Regions from separate parts of the Sus scrofa genome. Here region 2 is linked to region 1. The links are chromatin contacts, called in public Hi-C maps. All regions are on one chromosome and are shown on one strand. The core of a region is the stretch at or near the end of the contact, and the rest is flanking DNA. Distances in the headings are between cores, read along the strand shown. Region 1 overlaps TCF4 (transcription factor 4). Region 2 has its middle 240 kb from the start of TCF4.

Evidence for each region. Hi-C and Micro-C count contacts between places; a contact is called where the count stands out from the background.
Region 2: a contact with region 1 is called in a Hi-C map of fetal skeletal muscle, with 2.9 times the contacts expected there. The contact joins two enhancer-like sites. A contact is called at or near these places in 6 of 47 Hi-C or Micro-C datasets (brain, embryonic fibroblasts, fetal skeletal muscle and 3 more) and 1 of 2 datasets of contacts at active chromatin or transcription factors (skeletal muscle).

The regions. Positions count from the first base shown.
Region 1 is chr1:104,831,240-104,834,346 of Sscrofa11.1, forward strand. The region is part of intron 8 of TCF4 (transcription factor 4); the gene reads right to left. Among named protein-coding and RNA genes, the nearest start is that of TCF4, 250 kb to the right of the region's middle. Within about 2 kb of position 1,467, at least 18 of the 83 cell types and tissues checked have an H3K27ac peak or open chromatin away from gene starts, as enhancers often do. A contact at or near this core is called in fetal skeletal muscle, where this site is marked.
Region 2 is chr1:105,319,783-105,322,889 of Sscrofa11.1, forward strand. No RefSeq gene overlaps it. Among named protein-coding and RNA genes, the nearest start is that of TCF4, 240 kb to the left of the region's middle. Within about 2 kb of position 1,444, at least 6 of the 83 cell types and tissues checked have an H3K27ac peak or open chromatin away from gene starts, as enhancers often do. A contact at or near this core is called in fetal skeletal muscle, where this site is marked.

The DNA.
Region 1 (3,107 bases), core at 217-2,716:
CAGCTGTACCTTCAAGTAAAAGGCAAAGGAGGTGTGTCCACATACTAGAAGAGAAACAGGTAAAAGGCAATGCGGTTATTTCTGAATCCTATCAAATAATCTGCTTTCTTTAGGGGGCAAGGAAAGAAAAGAAACTACCACTTGAAGACCAGCAGTGAAAGGGTTAACAGACATATGCTGTATAATTAGGAGATGCATTAATGATTATGAATAGTAAATGATTTGGTGCAAAGAAAAAAATTTTAGTCAAAGGGACATGTACCTATCTTACATGTTTATTAGTAACTGTATATAACTAGAGAATTCTGCTATTAAGAATCTTGCATTATTGGTGTAAATACTTCCAAGGGTACATCAAATTGTAATCTTTCATACGACATCCATCAAACCAGGCTGGAGATTTTGACAAACATTAAACACAGTAAGGAGGCAATTATGTATGCATGATTTAATCTGCAACTAATTAATATGCAAATTTATTCATATGTTAGTTACTAAATTAAAAATGCAAAGAAGCCCTTATGGTGATTCTCGAAATTTTGCACAAACAGAACATTTAAAATGTAAGAAAAATGAAGTTTTTTAGAAACCTATAACACACTTTTAGTGTCTCCAGAACCTGTTGCATGAAGAAGGCTCAAAAATGTGTGTTTAAATACTAGATAATAATTTAAAAGGTGTGCTAATTTTATGTGAGAATGTGGGAACAGAAAGGTTAATCAGAATTCTCTCGAACTCTTAAGAGATACACTCTAATTACCAGACAAATGGTATTCTATTTCTAAGCTTCCTTCCCTGCTTTTAGGGTTGTCAGAAGTTGGTCATCCTACTGATATCTTGTACAAATGGTTAGGGGGGATAAATAGGATATGAAAGCAACTAGATATATTGAAAATTTCAGGCTAACTTTGAGACCATTTGGTGCACACTAAATACACAATTCCCTGCTCAAGATGGCAACTCGCTCTTTTCGCCTTTGGGGAACAGCTAGCTCTCTGCAAACAGAGAAATGGGAGGAAAATCTTGAGGGAGGTTAGAAATTCTCCCCAACTCCCTTCCAATGAACCCTTCAAAAAAATAAAAAAATAAAAAATAACAATGCGACTAGCCCAAGAACCACAACCTCTCCCAAAAAGCAGCAGTTAATTTCATCTGACTTCAACCCAGCTCTGTTAGCACTGCATTTTCCAGATAATCCAAAACTGATCTGAATCTTTGATGGGAGATGAGGGGTGTGGAGTTGTACAATTTTAAAAGATTTTTGGATGTCTGCATACAAGGGAACATCCATTCAAGTGCCTATCTGATCCTTTGGCACCACTGCCTTCTGCGAGAATCTGATTTCCTGGTGACTTCCTAGTAATCAGCAGCGAGATTCTGTGTGGATCACCTCTCATCTGATTACCTTTTTCAGCCGAAGTCCGACGGGCCATGTATACAGCTCCCGGAGCTGGCACTAGGAACAGCTGTAGTGGCCTCAAGAAATCAACGCAAGTCAACTGTATAAGGAAGCACAATGACAGCATCTACGGCTCTTCCTAGGGCACTGAACTCTCACCCACGTTTAAAAAAAAAAAAAAAAAACTCGCCATCAGTCTCATCGCTGCCAAGTGACACACAAAAAGGAAGTTAACCATTGGCTGTTACTTTTATTCACAGTCTGACTCTGATCTCCCAGCTTCCCTTAGCCCCTTCTGATGCCAAGCGGGCTACAGCTTGCCCATTTCGTTTCGACCACGGCAGCCAAAAAAAGCACTGCCCTACCGTGCGGGGACAAGCAGTCTGTTTTGATATTAGTACCTCAGTATGCGACACAAGAGTGTCAGATGTCCCTGAACTCTGTGCCCTCCCCCGAGGGACTCTGTCCTGGCCTTCCTTGGCCAGAGAGGTGGCGAGACTGCCACAAATCCTCAGCTTTGAAAAGCACAGGGGAAGGAAACGCACCATCCACGGGGCTCAGCCAGAAATGGCAAGGAGAGCCTCTTCTGGGGGAGAGGATTCATGCCCTCCAATTCAATCCTTGTGTCTAACTGGAAATATGAACCTATATTCTATTCACTCCCTGCCAGGCAGCCTACAGGAGCCCAAAGTGAATTACATAAGAAAAGGACTCCTTTTCTTATGTAATTAAATCTTAGTAGATGCTATGAAGTCAACCTCAGATTCTCTTCTTTTTTCTTTCATCTAAGAGGACAATTTGGAGTGCAGAAGAATAGGTTATTTTCACTGATTCTCAGAGAGGGAGGAAGACAGCAAGAAAATGCTGCCTTGCTGCTCCCCCCACCCCCACCCCACGACATCCAACAAATCTGCTTTCTTCGCTAAAGGCACAGAATCTGACTCTAACCTGCTTTAACCCCTGAATGTGCCAGTAACGTTCTCCTCTCCAGCATTAACAGAGCCTACTCTTCATGATTCCAGTGAGGCAGCCTCAGGTGAGAAGCTCAATTCCCAGACATTTCAGGAATCTGAGAATAACCGAGGCATCTTTAATTTTTACAGGTGACTCAATTTTACTTGTGACCAGAACTGAACATAAAGCTTTGAAAAGCTTAAATATACACATTCATGCATTCATTACACAGTGTTAAATCTAATTTGTTCTTTTTACTGTCACAGGAAGCACATGTTTAAAGCAATCTGTTTCCTCATGTGAATGCTTTCCTGTCTGTTTAAAAAAAATTGCGACACACTTTACCCTGAGTAACCAAGAGGTGATCATAAATATCCCTAAATAGCATTAAACAGATAGGAGAGACATTAACACTTTCAGAATGCCAAAGTAGTATTAAAAAAAAAAATTCTAACAGATGCTCCTAGGTCAAAAAGTGAAATGTGTGTTTCCTGAAAAAACACTCTCATCAGAATCATAAATGAACTGTGAGGAGAGAAGTGAGGTGTTGCTGAACAAACCAGGATCCTTTTGGTGAGGAACTCAGCAATCCACTGCCAAAGAGCACTTGCCATAAAAAGCCAAACTGAAATGGAAGTTTGATGCAAACCAATGTCCTTTGTAATCCACAAGGTGGCAATGACTACAAATATCGGGTAGCTCTGAGGGGTCTCTTCTCTCCCACTTCCCAGAGAAGGGTCTGTCCCTGGGAAAG
Region 2 (3,107 bases), core at 194-2,693, 490 kb after region 1:
CAACTGAATAAATAGGAATTTATACATTATTTAATGTCAATCTGCTCCAAATTTTATGTTTGTTCTGTGTACCAGCATCCATGCCTGGCATTGGCATTTAATGAATTGTTTTGATATTGAAATACACTCTCTTGCCTTTCAAACTCATGCAGACTCTACTAGTCCTTCTAAAAGAAAACATCCTGTTTTGGTTGATGGGCTAACAACAACAACAACAACAACAAAAGTAAATTGTGGTAGCAATTAGGCTCCTCAGTGAGCATGCTCAGTGGGTCTCTCTTGGTTGCTAGGCAACCAGCTGAAGGTGTGTGGTAGGAGAGGGCCCCAAATGTAAAATCTTAAGCACCTTTGGCATGGGCTTCACCTAGTCTGGAAGCCCACGCTCATTTATTTAATTAATGGAGAGATATTTTTGGGTGACTGTGGTGGATTCTCTTTTCACATTGTTGGAGAGAAAGTTAGGGGTAAGGGAGGGGTACAGAGTGGGGGATCCAGCAGGATGGGCTCAAGAACCCTAGCGAATACTTCTCTCGAAAAAGCCCCGTGTTTGACTTGGGTTGCCGTTTTCGAGTGTGTGCGTGTGACAATTTCTTTTCCATTGCGGGAGTCACAGTTAGCTGACACCACTGCATTTGGGCTGCCTGGTACGGCCCAGGCATAATTCGAATCCCACATCACAAGAGCGTAACAGCCTACGTTGGACCTTTAAGTCTTTCCAATAAATCCGTTTTCACATCCTGGAGTTAGAGAACAGAAAATTCCCAGTTAAACCACATTGTTCAATGCAAAGTTGCAGCCCGTCTTCCAAAGCCTATTCGTACACCCCAGGGTTCTGCTGAAGAAGCACTTACAGGAGTTCAGAGACTGTTGCCGGGAAGTAAAAATGAATCAACTTTTAGAAACCACACAAAATGCTCCGTCTTTGGTGAGTAAGGTGCCATCTCCATCAGCACCTCTAAGTAAGCAACCCGACCAAACACCTGGTTCGGTCCACAGTGACAGCTCACTGTCTCTCCAGTGGTAACGATTTAGAGGCTTGATGCTAAACAAGATATATACATGATGTCAAATATTGGCTGCACACATCTAAGCCAATCACTTCTAACTAAATTAACCATGGCACTGCCTAATACGATCCACCTGCTTTCTTCCCTCCGTTGTTCCAGACCCTACCTGAACCCCCCTTTGATTAAATGTCAAAAGCTTGCCTTGTGCCTACAGATTTCACTGAAGGCGGATAACAGAAAGGTTCCTCCTGTGACTCCATAAAACTGAAATAAATTCCACTGGCATCTTGTAAATTTTTATTTTCTACAATGACTGCAGGCCCCATCTGCGGCCCAGCTGTTATTAGAACGGAAAGCGTTGGCCCTTCTGCATTACAAAACAGCATAGAACAGTAATTGCCAGTGGAAGAGATTAAGTGTAGACACTAAAAATGTTTACTCGCAATGAATATGCATAACGATGGGTAGGAAACAGCACTGGAAGATTAAAAAGAGAGAAGGGTTTGTTTACAAGGCTGGGAAAAAAAAAAGAGAGTGGAATGTCATTTGGCCCCGAGCCTGAAATAGGAACGAAAAACCTTTGGGCAAGGCATTAGGGAGAAAAACAGATGGTTTGTGAACCTTTTATTAGATAGAAAAATCATTAATCAAGCCCAGGCTGGAAATGGCAGGGTTTTTGGTAGTTCATATTTTAGTTTATTTTTTCTTAAAGTGACAGTATACTTTTTTTTTTTTTTTTGTCTTTTTGGGACAGTCATCTACAGATCTTATGTCAATAGGCACAGCTTTTGTACAGTATTCCACGTTAAAGCCAGCTTCACGTTAGGTTAGTGTGAGCCCTTATTTGTTATATGGAGAAAATTCCTCCAAAGGGTTTCACATTTCAGCACCTGTTTTGCCTGTATAGCAATTAGAAAAAATTGCAGCATGGAATATTTTTTTTTTCAGTCATGTTCCATTTCTTTGGTTTTGAAACTTGGGAAGAAAAACAGAGAAGAGGATAACTTTTGCAAATATGGCCTTGCTGACTAGGTTGATTTATAGCAGTTTAAACAAAATATATAGTAACAATAATTATAAATTGATTCATCTCCTGAGAGGGAATTCACACCATTTTATTGGAAAAAGCCATCAAGAGAGTTGGAAGGGTCTCATTTGAAACTGTACTTGCCATAAAACTAATCTGTGCCCTTTGGGCTTGAAGAGGTTGCATTTTACTTTTCTTTTTTCTTTTTTTTTTTTAATAATGGTAGTGAAAATCTCAGGGAAGGACATGTCATAGAGATTAACAAAATCCTGGAATTAATGGTGCAAAGCCCATCATCTGCTACTAGCCAGTCAACAAACCCTAGGAAGTACCTTGTGCCAGGGCATTATTGTTTAAAAGAAATGCATATAATATTCAAATGCTCTCATAAACATACATTGTGTGTTTACAAACCTATGCATATCTATGTACATGAACCTATATACACAAACACACACATGGATGTGTCTTTGTGTTCTAGGCTTGAAATATGATTGCTGTGTCAACTTCAGGAATGGGTTGGCCAGGTAGGGCGATATCAGAATAAAGGTGCTTATAGCCAGACCCATTATTAATCTTGATACCACAGTCCCAGGATTTTGCCATAGTCTGCTGTGTACTCAGAGCTGATAGATCATTTCTACTTTGGGAAGCTACTCTTCAGCTTAACTATAGAATGTACTTGTTCCTACTTCATGTATTTCGTACTTGATGGGGCTTCATCCAGATTGTCACGCAGAGCTAAGCATCATTGATGCAGGATTCCATGGATGTGCAGTGGGGCAGTTTCTTTTTAAGAAATTAGAAGGTACTTGAGAAGTATCTCATTCGTGGTTTTATTCTTCTAGTGGGAAATATTTTCTTGATAGCTTTATTCGCTAGTAAGTGTCAGCAGCTCATAGGGCAAATATTCTTTGGCAAAAAGTGCCCATTGATAAGCCATTGGTTTCCTTTCCTTATTTCCCATGAGAGGAATTGTGGAAGTCAGGGCCAGGAAACAACTTCTGCATCATCTAATTTTTCTTCTGATCATTACCTATCTTCTGTATTAAGGAAGTGAGACATGTTGAAAT